Linked DNA regions of Arachis hypogaea: region 2 is linked to region 1. Evidence: chromatin contacts called from public Hi-C data. All regions are on one chromosome and are shown on one strand. The core of a region is the stretch at or near the end of the contact, and the rest is flanking DNA. Distances in the headings are between cores, read along the strand shown.

Region 1 (4,974 bases), core at 1,329-3,828:
GTTGGTCATTTTGGCTTTCTTGATGCATTCATAAAGCAATAAATTCTAAAGGCAAATTATTCAAATTCTTTAATTTAATGCTCCCAACCCAAAAAAGGTAAAAAGCCAATCAAAATTCTTTAATTTACCATGCTGGAGCACGCTTCTTTTTGGTCAATTGTTTCTGATCACACCCAATGTAATCTTCAGAATTAGGGTGGTACTTGTAGGTAGGTGGAAACTCTATAGCTCCTTCATGCCAACCTTGGAATACATGACCCTCCGTGAGCTCCATCTTTAGCTATAATATATATATTTAGAATAGAGTTTTAAATCTTGATGAACTTATATTATTGTTATTGTTATATATATATATATATATATATATATATATATATATATAGGAAGAGTTTCAAGTGTACCGAAAACACCGGTATTCTAGTTGTTTTAACCGTTGATCTGAATTATAAAAAATATATATAATATATATTAATTGAAATCAACGGTTAAAACAACTAGAACACCGGTATTTTCGGTACACTTGAAATTTTTCCATATATATATAGTAACTAATTATTGCGAAAACTTAGTATTTCTTAATTACCTGATCATGTTTCAACAAGGTTTCCCATTGTCTTCTCTTGATCAATGATTTTGTTGCAAAGTCTGGCAGGTAGATCCTGTAGTTCAAATCCCCAAGCCACACTATCCGGCTGCATGGAAAAAATATGTACACATTTTAGATCAAGTTCATGTTTTGGTGACTATTTTTTTTTTTTTTTGGACATGGTGTTTTGGTGACTATAATGTGTTATAAAGTTCTCAAATCTAAATAGCTATGCAATTTTCAGTCTTGAGAAATTCCCAGGTCAAGTATATCAATCAGATATTATGTAGCCTTAAATTTTGGAAAAATTAGTACATACTTTTACAAATAGAAAGTGTCATGTAAAATATTCTTTAAAAGAAAGTATAGGGAACAATTTTTAGTTAGTTAATATTAGTACATTTTTTTAAATTATAAAAATTTTTACTTCTTAAAGGATTTAGGATTTATAATTTAAAATTTAAAATTAATAATTTATAATTTAGGATCTAAAATTTAAGATAAATAAAATAATTTTAACCATTACTCATTGTTTAATTACATGAGAGGTCAATCTAATTTACACGATTTTCTTCTTGCTGCTGAACAATAAGCCAACATAGTGATACTACATAATCATTGTTAAGTGGCTCATTCTTTTTCCACAGCTTCACTTTTGAACTTCATTTATTGAATGAATTCAACCAATAAACTTACTCATGATCAATAATTTTTTCAGGCATATCATGAAGAGGATCAGCAGGGAAGCTTGTCCGATACAAAATCTCGGCTGCATCGATGTTTCTCTGTTTCCGGTCTTCTTCTTTTCCACCGGAAGCTAGATGACTACATATAAAGCAGAAGCTCGTTTCATGCAAGCAAAATCTAATTGATATTGAACCCTGTATTTTTAAGGTTAAAAAAAAAAAAAACTCACTCTAAGAAACAATGTATAAAATTTTTCAAAACTTGCATATCAAAAAGTTCTCAAGCATATACAATTTTGCAGAAAACATGCCTTGTTTCCCAAGCAACCCATGATTCCACATCCAACCGACGAAACACTCAAGTGATGGATCGATCGATAGAGGTCGCATCGAACCCAAATTGTGACAAACATTCCAACCATTTGCTTACTTATGATGCATTGGAACTCTTGTCCAACATCACCTTCTACACAAACTTGTTCTTGATCCTTCAGGGGATACACCTTTTGAGGCTCTGCTGTTCTTTCTCCTTTCTTGGTTGGCATTCTTTTGTTAAGGGCCGCGCCGATGAGCGAATTCCATTTCCTTGAAACTCTTCGGTTTTGGGGTCCTAACACATTTGCTGCATTCAAAGGAACAATTTCTTGGAACCTTGTATAACAAAGTTGTTGATCACATCACATATTAGTCTATGAATTAAGTAAAACTAAATATTTAATCCAAAACCATTATGAAACTTACCCTAGAACATAGATATCCGGAAAATTATTTTGTATTTCTAGCCAATCTTCCATGTCCAGATTCTTTGGCGGTTGGATTCCTCCAACATTCCAAGAACCAACAAAGATCCTATTTCAGAATAGCATAAAGATTATTAGATATGATTACTTTGAATGATAATTGTAAAATATAATAATTCATAATTAGAACAAGCCAACACAATATCTCATACTTTTTGGTGTGATGATGGAAGCATGTTCTTGAGTTTTGAGATGATTGATTCAAATTATAATGAGTTCCCTTCTTGGCTAGTGATGGATTCTGATTATCTCCTTTGGAATTATCAAAGCTAAGTATCCTTTTTAGTATCTTACTCTCGTTTATCTTGAATCCCTGCATGATCTTTGAACCAAAAAAACAAACACTCTTCAATATGATTAACTCACCAAACATGGGACAAAAAAGACAAATTGAAAAAAACAAAACTAAAAACGATACCTAGTTGTTGTAGTTTTCTTGAGATTACCACCAAAGTATGGAAGTGACTTACAGAGCTTAGAGAAGTAGAAAAGAAAGAGACTTGTAATGTGATATCAAGAGGATTAGTCAATGGATGAGGATGGGGATTTATAGGCATGCAACTTAGTGCTACCCCAATTGAGTAATAGTTTTTTTATTGTATTATTTAAAAGTAGAAGTAAGTTTCAAATCGAATATTTTATTATGGTTAGAATTTGTATTCAGATTCTTTGAAAATGTGTCATTACATATAATTATTTATGTACTTCTATTTAACTATTTAAGCTTTTGGAGTAAGCACGATTTTTATCACAAAAAAACTTCTGAATTTGATATTTATTACTCCAAAAGAAAAAAATAATAATAACACAATGCAAACAAGAATTGAGAAAATGCTAGGCAAAATTCACACTTCAAGCCCAGCCGTTTAAATTTTTTGGGATAGAGGATTTAATAACACTTTTAAAAATATATACGTTTCATTGAGCAATAAAAGTTGAATATGATGTTATTTTCAACTTGAGAAAAGTATAGAAGAACAACACATATTCTGAACAACATAAATAACAAGCTAATTAAGGAATGTTTTATTAATTGTAAATATTACAATTTTAATTAATTAAAAACAATCACATTAGTCAAATTTGAATAAGAGAAATGCTAGTGACCTATCAAAACTTATTGTTTTTGGTTATCACATAACTATCAATTCAATTCCTTTAGTCTAATTATTTTAGTCTAGTAATCCAATAACATACTTTATCCTATACATTTAAACATTGATGACTAACTGATGGCAAAAAACAATAAATGCTGATGGCCCCTAGCATTCCTTTTTGAGTAATTAGGATTTGCACCCCTAAACAAAATTTCACAACAATACCGTTCCTATCATCGCACAGTCACAATGCCTCGCCGGTCTACCTCCACAGTGTCTCGCTGGTCTGCATCCACAATTTGCCGTCGTTGGAGGAGTGAGCTTGACGCGAGGTTCTTTTCCGTCTGAGCGTGCCGCTGTCCTGCGATACCAATGCAGCCGTCGCCATTTCTATCTCGTGATCTGGGGCTGCATCTGCCGCTGCTATCCACGACCCCAATGCTGCCGAAGTGGCTGTTGTCTCGCAACCCTGTAGGGCGACGCTACTACTGCTATACCAAGCACCTCTCCCGTTTTTGGTGCTAAAGGTTAGTAAATAGTACCGGAGATGGAGTCATCGCTGGATGAAAGAGGTTCTAATGCCCCGTTTTATGATACCAGTGACTACCATTCTAATCACACGGAGGGCGATTTTGCAATGTGAGCATTGATGATGTCCAATGTGATGACAAGGTACGTCTTTGAATTTTTGTACGTACTTTAATGCTTTATTCTCATGCAACTTGGATGTTTCATTATCTATTTTTATTATTTATTCTTGTTTAAGCATGGGATTTGGATTCTTTTTTAGTGAACTTATCATCCGTTAAGCATTAAAGTTACATGAATTTTAATGCAAATGTATGTTTCTTGTTGTGTTTATGTGAATTTATTTTGTTAGATTGATGGTGGAGAGTTCTTTGGAAATTGTATTTTATGGGTGTTTTGTTTCATGAGTATTTGACTTATGTATAGTTTTTATCTGGAGTAGCACTTTTTTTGTCGTTGAATGGATGTGTATTTTGTTTCATGCTTGATATTTACTTCAGGGTATGGTATCTCAAATGTTTGGTTTGTTTGGCTTTCTTTGTTTGTGTACAATTGTCGGTCGTGAAAGATACAAACGTTATTGAGTTAGAAAATGATGAGGTGGAACTAAGTTATGAGGTGCAAACTATAATTTATTGCTAATTTAACAATAGGGAGATATTAGAGTCTAATTTTAATCATCTGTGGCATTGAATGATGGTTGTTGTGAATTGATCTACAGTTGTCAGATCACAGTGGCCTTCGTCAAGAGGAAATTCCAAATGTAGGATTGTGTTTTGCTTCTTTGCAGCTGGCACAGAAATTCTATATGACCTATGCAAAGAAAATTGGTTTCGTAACTAAAATTAGGACCACAACTTTTGATAGTACAACAAAGAAAATGAAGAAACCGATTAACCAGTCGATTCTTTATAATCGGGAGGGTTTTTGCGAGTCTCGTATGAGAGCAGTAACTCAGAAGAACAAGATAGCAGCCATGGGATGCAGAGAAAGGGTGTATGGGAAGTTCGACAGGGAAAAGAAAAAACTGGGTGTTATTGAAGGCAGAATTGAGGCATTCCCATCCCTGTTCTACTAAAAAAGCAGTGTACTACCATGAGTATAGAGAGTTGACCATGCATGTTAAGTGCGTGATTAAGGATAACGATGAGGCTGGCATACGACCTAACAAGACCTACCTTGCACTGGCTAACGAGGTTGGTGGGTCATTGAACTTGGGTTTCTTAGAAAAGGATGTGAGGAATTACATTACAAGAAAACTCCGTTCTGCTGATGAC
Region 2 (4,974 bases), core at 1,181-3,680, 290 kb after region 1:
AATTCTACATTCTGGAATTCAATAATCCATAAATAAAATAGCAACACTTTACTGATATTGAAACTAGCATCTATTCATGTTGATTGAAAAGGCATGCTTGTTTTTCACAATTGCACAAGTGTGTATATATATATATATGGAAAAGGAATCTTTTCATACCTTGAGTAAGTTGCTAACGTAAGATTTTGGTGGGTTAATTCCACTCCAATCATATGTGTGTTCTGTTTCAGTGTAGTACTCTTGAACAAAAGGAGTTGTGTCCACAAAGAACATCTCAACCAGCTCTAAAAAAATGAAAAAAAAAACACAAAACTACTTCAGATTGAATTTTATATACATTTTGATGCATATCTATTAAAGAGGTAAAATGTTTGATTCATATGCAGTGGCATAGCGACATTCATTCGTATAGATATCCTTTTCGTTTCTGATCATTTGTCCAAAGGACAAAGTTCAAACAAATTTGCCATTCACAATTCGAAAATTCCTAACTGGTCCCCAACCATTCTAATAACTAGTCTAAACCATCTCTGTTATTAGTCTAAGCAGTCCCGACACCTCAACAGGTCACCGTTTACATCATTACTTGAATGGTTGAAGGCTCTGATTAGGAATTTTTGAATTGTGAAAAAAAGCTGCTTTGTTCTTTAAATAAATAGTAAAGAACCGAAAAGAGCATTTACTCTAGATAAAAGCTATTTCTCTCCATGCGACGACATCCAATTGAGTGTCAGTGTGTTAAAAGGCTTAGATAAATAGAGGATAACAAAAAATACCTGCATCTACAATAAATGACCTTAGGCAAAGCCATCTGCAATCAATTTCCCTAAGGAAAGGGCTCAACTGGGCCTCAGCATCCCCCCTATAGTCATGGTTTCCCAACACTGCAAGCCAATTTATGATTTAATTAATCAATCATCATATGTAAGGTCTATAGCATAATAAAACTCTAATCCCTTAATCAGTAACTTGAACTTACCAGCGTACCACTGTTTTTGTAGGCTCTTAGCAGTGTAGATTTTGGTGAATGATTCCTCAAAGAATGGATCATGATCACTAGTTAGGCCATTGTCATAGAAATTGTCTCCAGTTGAAATCACAAAATCAATGTCAAGCTTCTCTCCTATTTCCCCCATCTACAAAGACAACCAACTTCCTTTTCTTAGCTATAATTATAATTTGCTCATAGACAACTTTAATGGAGTATTTTTGGAATATCACTTCTAATAGCTACAGAAAATAAACTGTTTTAAAATAAAAATTTGTATTGGAAATAACAAATGAAATGAAACTAGTCTCAATTTATAGACAGTATCATTGACAGAAAACTAATTAAATTTTGCTATTTTGTATAAGTATTTTTGTTCAGTTTTTTTAAATTCAAAATCAATTGAAACCAAATATTAGAGTGATAAATTACAAACTTGATCTCAAATTATTAGTTATGATATATGATTCCACAAATGTTGATAGTATTTTGTTGGATCCAAAATGAAATGAAAGGTAATATTAGAGATGCTCTATTAAAGATTAATCTTGCCACCAAAAAAATTATTATTCTATAATAAGAAATTTCTCTTAAGAAAATGGTGCATGCAGAATTGTTTTCTGCAAAATAACAATGTTCTAAGAATCTGCAATGATGTGAAGAACATAACATCAAGAAATTTGGATTCCTCAGGACGAGTACATTTATCATTTTAATTTTCGTAATTAAATTATCCGGCAATTCAAATAGTTTATCATAAATCATAATAGATAGGAACGAGAGAAAGAAAGAGTGAAATAATGGCAAACCTGGTAAGCAACTTCAGATTGGTTATATTCACCTCTTCTTCCCCAATCACCAACCACCAAAAAATCAAGAGAACCATCACTTTTACATGGTTGTGTAAATCTCTGAAGCTCTGCAGATGCATAAAGAACCCACAAACCAAAGCTAATAACAACAATAATCGTGAAGAGAAGAAAAGATTTAGACATGGTTATTGTGAGTCTTGAAACAAATGCAAAACCAAAGAGGAAAGATCACTCTGTTTTTGAAAAACGGTTGGTGTTTTCCTACATTTATATATATAACCAATCCTCAACGTAACCTGCTTAGAAGAATATTAATAATCAAGGTACTAAGTAACACAAATTAATGTTAGATCTTGTGAAACTGTGAAAGGGACAGCAATTGTAAGCCACTGGAATTTTTCTATTAACAGTTAATTCCAACTCAATTTTCAAGGAGCATATCTTAGTAATATTTTAATGTTTACTATATTTGGCAATTGACATTAGAATCAACTTGAGAGAAACTTGTAATATACTATTACTCGCATCACATTTTGTTAAATTTAGTGACATTGACATTGAGATATTGGTCTTCTTAGAAGTGAGAACCAATACAAAAGCAAAGAGTGATGTGTCATTCGGATTCAATAATGTGTTATGTGTGTGTGATGCATGATAGTTATATGTCAAAATCAGTTACTTACATAAAATATATATTAAAAATAATAAATTATAGATATTTTTATTCATAAATACATAATTATTATTTTTGGTATGTAAATAGTATTTTTGAATATTATTTATTGTTTTCACTTTTAATGGCAACTGCAAAAACCAAACAAGTGGTGCGGTTGATCAGGAAAATAACATGGGTTTGCGAATTGGGAGGTATTAGTTGGTTATATCTAGGGAATATGCCCAGCATAACTCTTTGCAAATGGATATTCCAACGAATATCCAATAACATATTCGCATATTTATATATAATAATAATCATTGTTGATTTTGTTTTTTTTTTTTTTAAATTTGTATTGTTTATTGAATTTAATTGGTTTAATTACTCTATTAATTCTCACTTATAAATTTTTTAAATTTGTAATTAGATTTTTATATTATTTTTTTAATTTAAATATTATATATCAACAAAATATTTGATCTAATAAATTATCACTATAAAAAATATAATAAATTTAGAATATTTATCTATTTTGGTCCTCAACAAATTTTGGACCAGATACTTTAGTCCTTAATTAAAATTAATTATTTGATTGATCTCTAACAATTAATTTTGTCAGTCACTTAGGTCCTTTGTTCCGTCAACTCTAACGAATGACAAAACAGTCCCTAAAAACTCTAAAAAGGGGTAAAATGGTCCCTAACCTCCTTTGTTCGAAAACGACACTGTTCTTCTCCAATTTCCATCATATCTCGCATAACACTAACAGTCTAACACTGTAACTTCAAGCTACACAATGCACACTCTGCAACTTCAATGTTCACAGAAAAAAAATCCTCAACTTATTCTCAACTAATTCATACTCAGGAAACTAATGACTACATCTCTCAAGTACTTGTCATCTTCGATGGATCCGATGAATCTAGACAGCAAGTCTGATTTGTTAAGACTCAGCGTCGTTGTCACCATCTCCCTCCTCCTCTGTCCTATCATCTCCATGGCCACATTATCCACCACTCCGATCGCTTCCTTCAACTTCTTCTGCGAAGCAATATTCAGTAATTATGTCAATTTTCATATGAGCAGTAACGGCGACATTGCTCGTTGTACTGATAGCTTGGATGCGAGGTCTAAGCTGTATGGCAACTTGGACTCTGAGAAAGAAGGAATGAAGCACTCGGAGTCTATTCCAAATGAGAATTTGCATATGATGTCGAAGAAAAATCTTCTCATGATGTTCTAATGTCCAACAATCTATATTGCTTGTCGAATAGTGGAGAAGGGCGTGCCCTTGGGGTAGTTGTGAAACTTGGTCTTGAGAATGTGGTGGATGTTGTCAAGGTTGGAAGTAATGCTGTTTGAGGATGTGGAGGTAGATACTTCTGGTGAGTGAAGTGCGAAGGAAGTGGGTATACCAGCCACAGAGATTTAGGAAGTGTGTGGTCCATGATATGTTGAGGTAGGTGCGACACGCGTGGCAGTTACACTATGGCTTGATCTTGGAGTTGAATAGGAAGAAGAAAAAGATAGAAAAGAAGACTGTGAAGGTGAAGAAGGAAAGTATGAATGTTAGTGTTATGCGAGATATGATGAAAATTGGGGAATAACAGTGTCATTTTCGAACAAAGGGGTCAGGGATCATTTTGTCCCTTGTTAAAATTGTTGGGGATCATTTTGTCCGTTATTAGAGTTGTCAAAGACCATTTTGTCTTTCGTTAGAGTTGACGAAGCCAAGGACCTAAGTGACTGATAGAATTAATTGTTAGGGATCAATCAAGTAATTAATTTTAGTTAGAGACTAAAGTATCTAGTCCAAAATTTTTTGACAATTAAAATGAATAAATACTTATAAATTTAAGTAAAATTTAGTTAATACGTGTTTTAAAGATACATGAAATTATTATTATTATTACTATTTTTTTTTTTGATAAATACAAAACAAGTAAGTGGTGTATGTGCTGCATTAATTATTGAGTTGAATTATCCAACATTAATTATTGAGTTGAATTATCCAACATGCATGAAGTGATAAACTAAACTATTTTGCCCATTTGTGTGAAAGGATAAAATTGGTGACCATTGGAGCAGCATGGATTTTCTGAAGCTTGATGGATTATCAATTAGATGCGCTACTCGTAACTTGGTTCAGTTTTCAAAGTACTGTAGTTCATTTTTTGGTGATTTTTTTTTTTTTTGGTGACTTAAGTACTGTAGTTCTAAACCAATTTAATCTAAACTTCGAATTATTTAATGGTGAATGCTATGGTGCCTAAAAGGTGGTGCCTATTTATTAAAAAAGGTTAAAAATCAATATTTAATTTAAAAGATATAAAAATAAATAATTTTTAAAAATTCAAAACCTACTACAAAAGAAAAGTTAGGCAAAATTTAGGCACCAAGTCATAGGCACCATAGAATTGGCCTTATTTAATTATGAAAATGAAATGTTGGGGAAACAAAAAGAAGTTTTGAGTAGTTTATTTAAAAAAATTAATGACTATTGTAAATGTGCCTAATTA

Evidence for each region. Hi-C and Micro-C count contacts between places; a contact is called where the count stands out from the background.
Region 2: a contact with region 1 is called in a Hi-C map of leaf, with 3 times the contacts expected there. The contact joins the promoter of LOC112750873 here to the promoter of LOC112749026 in region 1. A contact is called at or near these places in 2 of 8 Hi-C or Micro-C datasets (both in leaf).

What each region holds. Positions count from the first base shown.
Region 1 is chr15:138,284,129-138,289,102 of arahy.Tifrunner.gnm2.J5K5, forward strand. It overlaps LOC112749026 (type IV inositol polyphosphate 5-phosphatase 9), which reads right to left and starts at 2,579. Exons shown (of 8, transcript XM_029293267.2): 1 at 2,491-2,579; 2 at 2,225-2,394; 3 at 2,014-2,121; 4 at 1,584-1,923; 5 at 1,283-1,467; 6 at 584-692; 7 at 129-280. The coding sequence starts at 2,391.
Region 2 is chr15:138,577,050-138,582,023 of arahy.Tifrunner.gnm2.J5K5, forward strand. LOC112750873 (purple acid phosphatase 17) reads right to left here and starts at 2,431. Exons shown (of 7, transcript XM_025799778.3): 1 at 1,798-2,431; 2 at 980-1,136; 3 at 777-884; 4 at 160-284; 5 at 1-11. The coding sequence starts at 1,983.